Regions from separate parts of the Arachis hypogaea genome. Here region 2 is linked to region 1. The links are chromatin contacts, called in public Hi-C maps. All regions are on one chromosome and are shown on one strand. The core of a region is the stretch at or near the end of the contact, and the rest is flanking DNA. Distances in the headings are between cores, read along the strand shown. Region 1 has its middle 11 kb from the start of LOC112706824. Region 2 holds the start of LOC112706825 (probable CoA ligase CCL7).

Region 1 (7,321 bases), core at 3,690-6,189:
TGAGAAAAAGTTCGAAAGCCTTAAGTGAGTCGGGACAATGCAAGAGAACCGTAGCTATCATATCTTAAAACGTTGTGCCTAATTATCATATATGTATATTGATATTATATATATTGCACTTTTTAATCATTTGTGTGGCATTATTGATCTGAACCAGAATAGATAGAAAAGTGTAGGCATCATCTTTGATGGAGGAACGCCAGCAAATCTTAAGATCGAACAATGGAATTGAGCAACACCAGCAAATCATCTTCATACTTTTTTTTTTCCACTTTATATCATTTCCATGCTGCAGTATTTTCTTTTTAATACATCATATGATTAAATCAAATAATAATATACTTATTTTTCTATTATGTTTCTTGTTCAATTAATTAGAGAAATGTTATGTGATCTTCTTGTATGTACACTTATATAGAGTGTATATATTTTTTAAAAATATAAAAAAGATAAATTTATTATATTTTCCCCATTATATATTTTTAAAACTTAGAAGAAAATTTACCCTTTAATTTAGTTTAAGTGTGCATAAAAAGTGAATCAAATAACATATTTTATTAATATTAAGTATAGAAAATTAATTTTTAATTAGTCAGTATTAATCTATTTTTTTATCATAATTTTTTTAATATTTATTTTTATCATAATTCTTAATTAAGATTTAAGATTTAAATTTAAAATTTATTATATAAAATTTAGGATTTATAATTTTAAATAAAAAATTACTTTCAAAAAATTAGTTGATATTAAATGAAAAAATTTGCTCCCTAATTAAACTCTTTCGTTAATTAAAGATTGTGTTATTTGTATACCACGTCCCTTATTTTGAAAGTTTTTTATAGATACGAATAATTATAATAATTATAGAAAATTAATTTTTAGTTAGTTAACCAATTAACTTTAGAATTTAGGATTTATAGTTGAGAATGCAAACTTAAGAATTGATTACTTATAATTTAAAATTTAAAATAAATAAAATAATTTTTATAAAAAATAGTTAATATTAGTTAAAAAGATTAATTATTTAACATTACTCTATAAATATACAGCAAAAATTACATTAATTTTTTCTTTCTTTCTTATAATTAACCCAAATCAAATTAAAGAAGGGTTTATGTAGAATGATAAGTAGCAAGAAGAATGCGAGAAGGATTAATGAGAGATTTAACAACACTGAGAAGCAGTTGCTGCCTATTACTGAAGAAGAAGCATTTTGTCTGTTCAAATGTACAATTAAGTGTTTTTGTTATTTAACACATATTAGATGGTGTTTTTGGACAGTAATTTGAGTTAAGATATAACTTTTTTTAGTGTTGAGGTATAACTTCTTTCATTTATATGGAGTTTTTTGTCCTAAGAGCACAAACGTTGAGCTATACTTTAGTTGTCGAAAAATATCAGAAGAGGTTGAGACCTGCAAAAAGATTCCAACGCTGAAGTAAAAAAAGTATAAGATGAGGTATATGTTATTAGAGTGAATAGTCTACCTTTCACGTAGTTAGGATTCTGTATTTTTAGAGTTGTTGTTGTTGAGTTAACTAATATAATTGATTATGACAAACATTAGATTATTGAGCAAATTAACTAATTAGTTTTGATTATTTTGGTTTAGTAATGCAGGCCAAATTTGATATATATTGCAGCAGCCCAATACAAATCAAGCCAAATCTATCTTAGTGGGTCACAAATCAATAGAAGCCCGAAGATAAGAAAAAGAATGTAAACGGGCTGAACTTGAGTAGAACTAACCCAAGCCCGACTTGATTTTAGCAAGCTAATCCCTTCATCATTGCTTCCAAAGCAACGTACACTTCTTCCTGCTTTGGTCAGAACTCAAAGAAAGAAAGAGAAAGCTTAGTTCCTAAACTGTTCACCAAAGAAGAAAGAAAGAGAAAGATTAAGTTTGAAAGGTGAAAGTCTAATCAACCATTTCAAACCACATCAAGCTAAGGCAGAGCTAAAAGGTAACCCATTTTCTTATACATACATCATATTTTCTTCTCTTCATCCTCAACGTTCTGCCTATCCATTCTGAGATACATAAAAAAGATGATGTCTGCTTTCACTGCTGTGCATCTACAGTCACAAGTGTGTCTTAAGGACCAAGTACCTTCTCAATGGCCAAGATCTGAGTTTACTATTGAAGATATCTGTTTCTGCTTTCCTATGGTGTTCGGTCAATAAGAGAAAGTCAGAACCAAAGTTTCTATTTTGAGGATTAATGGAAAAAAGTGAGATAGTGGGTTGGTGAAGTACAAAGCTCAAGAAGTTGACCTAGGGAGAGCAACCCAGCAACATGCAAGGAGATAAAAGAAGATTTTTCATCATTCAGAAGTAAGGAGAGATAACCAATGTTCTTGAGGTGTTTGTTCTGAGAAAAGCTCTCTGAAGAAATTCATCTACTTGGGCAGTGCTTTCTTTCAAAGAAGCTTTCCGCCAAAAATGAAGAACTGAATCAGAGACATGCAAATCTGGTTTATCACATAGCAAAGAGGCTATTGATGAGTCAATCTTCTTCATATTTTACAGATTGTAATTTATTTTTCAATGTTTATTTTTTTATAATTTCTTGAGTGAAAAGGCATAAGGAGAGATATCAAGTAAAAGCCAATGAGTGGAAAAAGTTCGAGTGATACACTTGAGAGAAAAGCCTATAGTTATTTCAGATTTCTTTAGGTAAGTCAGTGTCATGTATCTTGTACCAGTGAGGTACCCCTTTCTTAGTTGGGTGAGCACTAAGAGTGAAGAGTTAAGTATTAACATAGCCAAAGTCAATTTAGGTTAGAACTTGAGTGTGAAAGGATTGGGTCAATCCTGTGGAATTGGTGTATGTAATACTTTAACTATACTGGAAATTCCACCACTGTTGTGGTGGAAACTGGACGTAGGTTGCATAGCACAAGGCAACCGAACCAGGATACATGATGGTGTTAGCTTTTCTCTTCTCTGCTCTGTCCTGTTTTCTAATATTTATGAGATAAAATGAAATTGTCTCATAAATCTTCCGTTGCTAAGTTCAAACATATTCAGATAGCAAATTTGTTTTAAAGGGTTAAGTTATTAAAAGTAAAAGAAGGTAATAGATTTAACCCCCTTCTCTAAGCCTTCTACAACCTTCAGTTGTGCTATAGGTGCTTACTCAATAAGCCTAGTATTACAGAGCTGTTAAAGATATTTGCCTAATTTGTGGTAACTGCTTTTGAATATATTCAGATGATTCTATTATAGTCGAGATTCTCTCTAATTGAAGATAAGTCACCTTTATTATCTTACTTGGATTCTGATTTATAGGTATAATTAGGTCGAGCTATAGCTAATGGATTAAGAAGTAAATTTGGGTCGAGTGATAGCTAACAGATTAATGGGTAAATTTGGGCCGAGGTATAGGTTTTATTGCCAAATTATAGGTAATGGATCAAGACTTATTCTCTGAGTAATAGGTGGCAGTTATCGTGTAATACGGAATAGATCAGACTATAACGGTCGAATTTGAGGTATAACGACCGGATTATAGATATAACGATTGAGTTATGTGTTGGTAATTTGTAAGTCATGAAAATCCTAATGTTTTGACCTAATATTCAAATTATAGTTTGTAGCCGGCTAAGTTATAATGACTAGATTAGATAGTGTAGTAAAAAGGTAAATAACATTTATTAAAAGAAATACAATAAATTAAATACTAAATTGGTTATTATTATGTGTTTGTGTAGATTTTATGTATGTTATTTTGTATATTTTAAATATATATTCTATATAAATAACTGATTTATGGTTGAATTTAAAAAAAAACATGATTGTTGAAAGAAACACAGGACTAAAACAAAACTGAGTTATGCATAGAACTCAAAATATGCATATCAATTTGTTGAGTGCAAAACATTATGAACTGATGATGAGCTAATAAAGATGTGTATTGTATGATGATGATGATAAATGATCTTAAAAATGAGTAACAATTAATTTTCAAGTTAAAATTTTAAAGGAGACTCAGAATCACAAGGCAAATAGTCAAAATTGATATATATATAACAAATTAAAAGGTGCAAGCAAGAAAGCTAAGAAACATGCATTTTAAAGAAGCTAAGTTAATATTATAATAACCAAAATTAGATTGAAGTAGTAGTAGCTAGTAACACAGAGAGTAAGTAGTACACATGTTGTTTTATATTATAGTAACATTATTGATATATTTATATATATATGGATGGGATTTATTATGAGACGATGAATTGGAGGTGATTAGTTGAGAAGTTGAAGAGGTGGTTGTTGTTGTTGTTGGTAGTTTGTTGCTGTTCAAGAAGTAGTATCCTTTGAAGTTGAGAAGGGGTGCAAGGAATGGTGAGTGCACCTTCATGGTCAAAGCCATACTCCTCTTCAGCCTGCTCCAATAGCCTCAAGAATGCTGGGTTTCTCAAACAACTCAGTGGCATCACCAACCTCTTTGGAGCTTCTTCATCATCACCACCACCCTCAGCAATCACTGCAAAATGTCCTTCTTTCACATCCTCAGGCACACAATCATTACAAGATGATGACTTCTTGTTGTTGCTCCCCATTAACAAACTCTTATGAATTAGTTTCTCTACCACAAACCTAAAACTGTTACTAGTAGCACTCTTCTTCATGCTTCTAGCACTTAACTTAGCCATTATGATTATTATGATAAAGAAAGTAGCTCTGAATTGAAGTAGTACTGTATAAAAGTGTAGTTTGTGTGATTGTATATATATATAGTGGAAGATGGTGCATGTGGTATATGGCAGTTTTAAGATAAGATATAATTTGGAGGGTAGCTACATGGATATTTATTTGACAAAATAGAGAGAGATCGATGGTTGAAATAGAGTTAAATTAGGGAGACCATTGCATGTGCCTCCACTGTCTACCACCTTTCCTATACGTATGACACGTCCCTTTTCCTCATCTTCTTACAACATTCAAAATCTAGGGTTTAGTACTCTTAAGACAAATCTTTACCTAAATTGTTTCCATGTGATATATTATATCACCACAAATGTTTTAAATATGTCAAATATTTATGTAATTGGCAAAAAAAATTCAATTCCAGTTGTCGGTTCCATTTTGGGGACACTGTTGATGACTGCCGGAAAAAATAAAAAAATAAAAAAATTGGGGCACATTTATCAGTGAAGCTGAGACCATTTGCTCTGTGCAACCTACCACTTGAGTCATTTAATTTGAGTATATATGGCTCACGGGGATGTATGACTTTTAAGTACAAACTGCCCATGCTGCCATGTTTTCTTCTGTACAACTTTACTCTCCGTTATTCAAAAAATAAATCGTATATGCTCACCTTCCACTCCTCCAAAAACCAAAACCATGCCACAATATAGTTTTCAACAAACAGATTCCCCATGTTCTTTTCTTTAATTTCATTATTATTTTATCTCATTCCTAACTAACAATATAATAGACCGAGCATGATTTAGAAAACCAAAAAAATACACACATATATATATGAGACAACTTATTATTTTTTATCAATAAAACTGACAATAATAACTCTATCCGCAGTTAGTTAATAGGAAAAGTATATAGAACCAATTCTAAATTAGCCAAAAATGAAATAACTTAATTAATTATAAATATAGTAATTAATTTTATTTATTTATGATTTAAAATATTGGTTATTAAATGTTTCAGCATATTCAAATTAGGAGGAGATACGTTCAGTATCATTGCAACGTGAATCACAGAAACTGATTCAATTAACTTCCGTCTCTTCACCCTTTTCTCTCCAAATGTCTAAAACATGATAAATCAAAAAACAGATTCAGAACCATCTAATTTACAAAGAAAAGAAATATCCTAATACTTAGTATAAACATCATCCACGTAGAGATTTTGGATTCACTCAGAGACATTTGGCTGATTTTTTGCTAGAATCATCTTAGTTCCTAACATTATTGTATTTAATATAATCAAACTCGTTTAAATAGGGTTAATAATTTGACCCTTAGCGAATCAAGTTAATATCAGAATGAGTTGAACTGCAAATAAGATAATATTTAACCCTATTTGATTCGCACCCTAATATATATAATATATTAGTTAAAAATTATTATATATAATAAAATTAATGAAAATCGAATCTACATGTATCTTTTTTTCTTTTGTAATTTTATCACATATTTCATTGTGATTTTATTATTTTTAATTTTAATATGAAATTAATTTTATATTTTTTATTTTATTGGTATGTTTATGAAATACGAAATGATTAAATATTCTATTTGATTAAAAAAAGGTTGATTTGTTGTGTAGATAGGATTAAATAGGATTAAGTGTAGAGGTTGGTGGACTTTGTACCAGTCATTTCAGTGTGGTTGAATTTTGTTCAACAGTCCAAAAAATGTTCGTCTTTATTATGTTATTTCCACTGCTTGAAGAGATTGTTACGACCACGAAGGACAACGAATTCTAACTACAAATATATAAAAACCAAAACTACTAAGGACATTCCATCCAGCGTAAGTATCTGGATAATCTAAAATGTGACGTGGCATATCCGAAATTCTTAAGAAATACATAAAAAAGAGGATCAGATTCACCTTGAAAAAAGTAATCAAAAAATGGATTTTACCTAAAGTTTCAAGTATCTCCGACCAAAAATTTTATCCACCTAATAGTGAAATACTCAAATAAAGAAAAAAACAACTCCCATAAAAAGTACATAATAAAAATGTGCTACAACATATAAGTATCTTGCAGAGTAATGTCTAATGCAAAATTAACCGAGATGATTCCAGTGAGTCCTCCTATGGTGAATAAAAGGATGAATCCTACAATAAATAACATAGTTGTTTTATATTATATCGAGAGCCCCCTTCAAAGGTTACACCTAGGTAGAAAGGAAATTTGACGGATAGAGAAGTGGAATAATGGAAGCTGAAGGCGTTGTCCATTTAAGCTCCCTTTTTTTTCCTCTTCTTTCCTTCTCTACTTCATAATTCGACCAGTCAACCTAATCACGAGATTGAAGGATGAACCTTTTTTTAAAAGATTCCGGATTCCAAAAAGAGTGAAAAATGGTACAATATTGAAACTTGTTACGTTAGTTCGAATGGAATCTTAGCCTGCCTCACTTTCTTTTACTGCATAAGAGCCATAACATAAGGGTATAAACAAAGTCAAAGAATTTTTAGACATTCTTATTCTCAAGATTTAATGCTATTTCTTTCAGAGTGTTAGAATTTAAAGGTACAGATAGGAATTAAGGTTGAAAATTTTTTAACACTCAAGTAGAATAGAGTTGAGTTTTAGAAAGAATTTAAATTGCGAAAATCTACTCTAC
Region 2 (6,584 bases), core at 1,546-4,045, 78 kb before region 1:
TCTAACAAATTAGATTCTACAGTAGAGATTGCAATTGAATAGAGCCTCGAGTTTGAATATAAGTGGGAATGGAGGCAAAGTGCAAAAGTGTTATTTAAACTCTATACTTTAGGCCTAAAAAGTGTGAGGGAATGCTAATGCGTGAGCCTTTTGCCATTTGCTTTGTTCCCATCGAGTAACCTTGCCATCCAAAATACAAGTAAATTAGCTCAAGGCCAATAAATCCAACACACTGTTCTTGTCCCTTTTTTCCATTCTCCCTCATGTGCTGACTCGTATAATCACATTACTGCCACTAAGTATAGTTTAAAAAACGAATGGTACAACAATAATCAATTTAAGCTTTGTCTTTTCAAATTTTCTTACTTCTTTAAAATTTTCAATGAATATAATCTTACAAACCACAAAATTCAACCAATATCGAATATAAAATTTGACTTAAAATATGTACACAGAATTACTTAGTGCTCAAATCAAGTTTGAGTTGGTTAAAAATTAAAAGTGGACTAATTTTTAAATGCTGCTTAAACATATCTTTTTAATCTTTTTTTAAAATAAGTTATATACATTATTTTAAAAATAAAAAAAGAAACCATAGTTTATTATTTTATTTGCTTTCTCTAATAGCAAATTAGTTTTTAAGTGCTCTATTCTTTATCATATTTTAAGCTGACTAAGTAAATAAAAATAAAAGTAATGTTTTTAATTAATATTTGATAAGCTGTTATTAAGCGTTGATTAGGTAATTAATTTTTAATAATAAATGACATAAGCATATTTGTGAGAATGAAAGTAAAAAAACCAAGTTTTGAAAATCGAATCGGATCGACCGATTCAACCGAATTAATCAAGAATTGATTATCTGTTTGGTTCGATTGATACGAAGAATTGTCTGCAAAAATTGATTCAAAAATCGAACGAATTAATGGTTAATTAGTAAATTGCCAAAATCGGCCGAAAAGAGCGGGGCCAAATTAAATACAAAATAAATTAAAATATAATATAACAAAAAATTAATAAAATATCATTTATAGTATATAAGTCAAAATTAATAATTATATTATATAAAAATTAACATTCAACTACATATTTTAAAATTTTAATATTTTTAAATTTGTTCTACGATATTTCATATAACTAAAATTTTTAATTTATCATCTGAAATAAATTTTGAAGTATTCTCTTTTTCAACATATACAATCATATAATCTACTAACAATTCATTCTTTATATTATTTTAAAATCTTATTTTAATAATTTTTATTATTTAAAAAGTCTATTTAATTATTACTGTTGTTACGGTTGTTACAAAAAAAGTCAAAATAATTTTTTTTATAGCTATTACTTTTTTATATTAATCCAAACCTATATATTTTAATAATTTTTTAATTATTTATATATTTATACGTTTTTATTATTTTTTAAATTTATTTATTAATTACTACTAATATATTATAATTTACATCATAATTTATACTAACATATAAATTTTTTTTAATGTGTTAATATAATAATAATAATAATAATAATAATAATAATAATAATAATAATAATATTTTTTTTAAAAAAATGGGGGACCATGACCACCTCAGACCCCCTTAGATCTGCCACTGCTCACTGTCTTCGCCGATATATTTTTCTGTCTTTGCCGATAATTTCGTCTCTCACTGTTACTACGAGCTCATTCTGTCATCACCGTTCATTTCTCACCATATCTCCAGTAGGCTAATGCTTCTTCAATTTCATCTCTTTTTTAAATTAATTTATAAGTTCTCTAATTGTAGTAATTTAAAGTCCCTATCACTTGATATTGAATATTTTTTTCTCTTAGATACTTTGGTAGTTGATAATGGTGACAAGGTAGAATTATCAGAGGAACATAATGATCAATATTTCAATTTGAGGTAAAGGTTTTACATTTTGTATTTATGCCAAATTTGTTGACCTTGTCCCAATGACTTCAAAGATCTATGAAGATATTACAGTATTCGTTGAATTCAAGTTGCATCAATCTTGTGGTGCTTCTTGAGTGGCTACCAACTATGGATTCAATTTAGTTTTAGTTGTTGATGTGTATTTGATTCAGAAATTAGAATTATGGAAATTGTTGCTGATTATGGAAATTGTTGTTGATTTTTTTATTATGATACTTTAATGATATTGTTGCTGATTTTTTTTATTGTTGCTAATTTTAAAAAATTGTTGTTGATTTTCTTAGTTTTGAGATTAGTATTTTTGTTAAGTTGAAAATTTGATTGTTGATGTTTTTTTATTGTGATAAAATATTATTGTTTGTCATTTAAGTGTGTTTTAATCTATTTTAGTTATAAATTTTGATGTTTGAAGTTATTTACAATTTTTTATTGATAAATTATGTATAATTTATGGATTTTGTTAGGTAGATAATGGTTTTGTAAATGATGTGAACAATAAATTTTAAAATTGGTCTAATAAAGTAAAAATACACTACATTTTTAAATTATCCACCTAAATTTTTAAATTATCCATCTAAATCTTAATATTAGAATAACCATCTACTCAACTAATAAATTGAACTGATATATCTATTATTCACATTATTTACTATTTTTATTGTTTACTTATACTTTTCAAATAATTTATTTTGTGAAATTGTAAAATTTTAAATTTTAATAAATTAAAAATTATTAAATTTAAATATTTAATATTATATATTAAATTTTTAATAATTTTATTTAATATTTAATTAAATCAATTAAACCCAATAAAATTTCAGTTAAATCATTAAACCAATAAATTGGTTATTTTTCCGGTTCATTGACCAGTTCGGTTGTGTGGCGCTGCCACATATTGGTTTTAGTGCCTAAACCAAAAACACAGTTGTTCCTCCTCCTATCCTCTCTCTCTCTCTATTCTCTGCAATCCACAACCGCAATGCAGAGATCAGGCTTCGGCTCCGATGGAGTATACAGGTCACTCAGACCTTCACTCCATCTACCAAACAACCCAAACCTCTCTCTCGCCACCCACCTCTTCTCCAACGTCTCTTCCTTCCCCACTAAACCCGCTCTCTTCGACGCCGACACCTCCCAATCCCTCACCTTCGAGGAGATGAACTCCCTCGCCGTTAGAGCCTCCCACGCCCTCCAACGCCTCGGAATATCCAAAAACGACGTCGTTCTCTTCCTCTCCCCAAACACCATCTACTACCCCGTCTGCTTCCTCGCGGTCACCGCCCTCGGCGCCATCGCCTCCACCGTCAACCCCTCCTACACCGCCTCCGAAGTCTCCAAACAACTCAAAGACTGCAACCCCAAACTCATCTTAACCGTGCCGGACCAATGGGATAAAGTGAAGACCTTCAATCTCCCCGCAGTTTTCCTCGATTCGGATCCCACCGTCCACGTGTCACCATCGCAACGGGCCCCCAAGATCATGAGCTTCCACGATTTCGTGAAACTCGCCGGCACTGAAACAGAGTTCCCGAAGAGCAGCGTGAAGCAGAACGACACGGCGGCGCTGCTGTACTCGTCGGGAACAACGGGGTTGAGCAAGGGCGTGGTTCTGACACACCGGAACTTCATCGCGGCGGCGAAGATGGCGTGCATGGACGACGAGATGGCGGGGCAGATGCACGACGTGTTCCTATGCGTGCTTCCAATGTTCCACGTGTTCGGGCTGGCGTTGATACTGTACTCGCAGCTGCAGCGTGGGAACGCGGTTGTGTGCTTGAAGAGATTCGAGTTGAATGCGTTGTTGAGAAGCATCGAAAAGTACAAGGTCACCCACTTGTGGGTAGTGCCTCCCATCGTTCTTGCTCTTGCCAAACACGCCCTTGTTGACAAGTTTGACCTCTCGTCGTTGCGCCACATCGGTTCCGGCGCTGCCCCTCTCGGCAAAGAACTCATGCACGTCTGTTCCAAACGTTTCCCTCGCGCTATCGTCATGCAGGGGTATGGTATGACGGAGACTTGTGGGATTGTTTCCATGGAGAATGCGACGCGAGGGACGAGGAATAGTGGGTCAACCGGAATGCTAGCTCCGGGACTGGAAGCTCAAATAGTTAGCGTGGACTCGCTGAAGCCACAACCACCTTCAAAGATTGGCGAGATTTGGGTTCGTGGTCCTAACATGATGCAAGGTACTCTAGGCCTAGGGCCTTCTTCTATTTCTCTACCCAACTTGCCGTCAAATACTTAAAAACAATTTATTTCATTCACTAATATTTGTTCACTATTTAGCTTTGCAATTCTAGTTCATACACTGCCTATTTGCCTGATGTCCCCCTCTAAACAATTTCCTGTTACATATATACAGATAGTGACAGGTTTTGTGTCAACTTAAAAGTTTGAGCACAATACAATTTGTGGCTTCAATTTAAAATAGCTCAAAACTTCAAATTCAGGACTTGCAGACCAATAGTTTTAGCAGCTTGTTACGTATGTTGATGATTCCTTTACTTAGACTCGTTTTCTAAAGAGTAAGGTCACGAGTAGGTCCATAAAGATTTCCACTTCGGACTAATTAACTTTTGAAGGAAAAAAAAAATAATATCAATTTGATCATCCAAGTCCACAATAATAAACGATGGACACCTTATACTCTTCGCCTAAAACTTATTGGTGGTACTTATATGTACCATTAACTATTGTGACGTGTATATTTATACATAACAACTTTTGAAACAAAATTTCACCTCATTTAATAAGATTCGTAAAGAGCAGTTGATAAAGGTTATATGAAAACTCAAAAGATAATGAGTATTTCATTGTCCAAAACTATATCGTCTATTTATATGGTCACGCACCACTGTAGATAATGAAATACATTAGTAATTTTGTTTTGTTTCACACTATCTATTGACGAAAGAACATACATGTCTACTGGTTAGTGGTTATTATCATGAAAGATCTTATTGGTACTTTTTTTCTCCTTCAAGGTCTAATTAATTGTATGTCAAAATCCTCGAGAATCTAATTGTCATTTGATTCTTTTCTAAATTATAATCCAAGTATAACAAGAGTAAAGAACTAATATTTCAGGTTATCATAACAATCCACGGGCCACAGAATTGACCATAGATAAACAAGGGTGGGTACATACAGGAGATCTTGGATATTTTGATGAAGAGGGGCATCTTTTTGTTGTTGATCGCATCAAAGAACTGATCAAGTATAAAGGTTTTCAGGTTTGTTATTCTAATTCATTCAATTGACCCTGCCATGCCGTGCCATTCGAGTGTACCAATTCATATTCTGTTTATTTAATTAGGTTGCGCCAGCAGAGCTAGAAGGCCTTCTTGTTTCTCACCCTCAAATACTTGATGCTGTTGTCATCCCGTAAGTAACACATGCATGCACTATCTTCTATTCAATTCTATCTGCACAAGAAATGCATTCATGACTCATTTTTTGTTGCATTGAATAGTTATCCTGATGCTGAGGCTGGTGAGGTTCCTGTTGCCTATGTTGTTCGATCATCCAACAGTTCACTCACTGAAGAAGATATCATCAACTTTGTTGCTGATCAGGTAAGAAACATATATATGATTTTTTCATTTTTCTTAGTTAAAAAGAAACATAGGTTCTCAATGGATAATTGCAGGATATTTTTTTCTTCCTTTCTGTATAACCCTGTTCACTGTCCTTTTAGAACTGTTATTAGTGTTTGTGCATTTTTTTTTGTTGATACCCACGTTTTTGGTTATTTTTGTTGGCAGGTTGCACCTTTCAAACGATTGAAAAGGGTTACATTCATCAATTCTGTTCCTAAGACAGCATCAGGAAAAATTCTCAGAAGAGAGCTTATAGATAAAGCAAGATCCAAAATATAAGACCATAATTTCTATATATATACACAATTATACATACATTGGGACTAAATAGACACTACATGTTTGCAAACAAAGTACTCTTAATTGTTCATAATATAGTAAGGACTAGATCCACCAAAATAAAAACTTAAGGGCATGTTTTAATTTTGTCCATTATTGGTCAAAGATTAGTCCCAGTCCCACCTTATATGTATTGGACTATTGATTGATGATGCCGTATTTGAATGAAATATTTTACATGGTTATTTTGGTTTTTACAGGAATAAAGGTTTTATTCGTGAAAGATGTAAAAGGTGTCAAACACTATAAAGGAAAACAAAAGAAGATATAACTATAAAGAGATTATAGTAAATCCCCACGCTAAACACTTTTTACTTAATACATTCATTTGTTGTCCTACAACATATTTAAATAAATAATTGAATTGCAGCAGAAACTAACTTCGTTCAAATTAAAAGTGTTACGTTGGGTAGGGTTAAAATATGGGAGAGAGCGGCGGAGAGAATAGGATTGAGAGTGAGAGGGTGAAACATGGTGAGGTAGTCGCAGCGGAAGGAATAAGGAAAAGAGTGGGGCGGGTTTGCACATGGTGTGAAGGAGGGGGGATTAAGGGTTGAGGGAGGTGCTTCATCAGGGTCACGTACACAACGTGTTTCTTTCCGCGATAAGATAGGGAGGGTCTTCTTCACAACGAGTAATAAAAAACAACACGCTTATGAGTAGGAGTGGCAAGTCGGGGAGCCGTCCCGCTCTGTCAAAAGTCTGTTTTTTG

Evidence for each region. Hi-C and Micro-C count contacts between places; a contact is called where the count stands out from the background.
Region 2: a Hi-C map of leaf shows a contact between it and region 1, with 2.3 times the contacts expected there. The contact joins the promoter of LOC112706825 here to the enhancer-like site in region 1. A contact is called at or near these places in 2 of 8 Hi-C or Micro-C datasets (both in leaf).

What each region holds. Positions count from the first base shown.
Region 1 is chr8:29,287,984-29,295,304 of arahy.Tifrunner.gnm2.J5K5, reverse strand. No RefSeq gene overlaps it. Among protein-coding and RNA genes, the nearest start is that of LOC112706824, 11 kb to the left of the region's middle. Within about 2 kb of position 4,939, at least 2 of the 3 cell types and tissues checked have open chromatin away from gene starts, as enhancers often do.
Region 2 is chr8:29,364,657-29,371,240 of arahy.Tifrunner.gnm2.J5K5, reverse strand. It overlaps LOC112706825 (probable CoA ligase CCL7), which reads left to right and starts at 2,795. Exons shown (of 5, transcript XM_025758332.2): 1 at 2,795-4,120; 2 at 5,022-5,167; 3 at 5,251-5,318; 4 at 5,407-5,509; 5 at 5,699-6,057. The coding sequence starts at 2,914. The coding sequence ends at 5,812.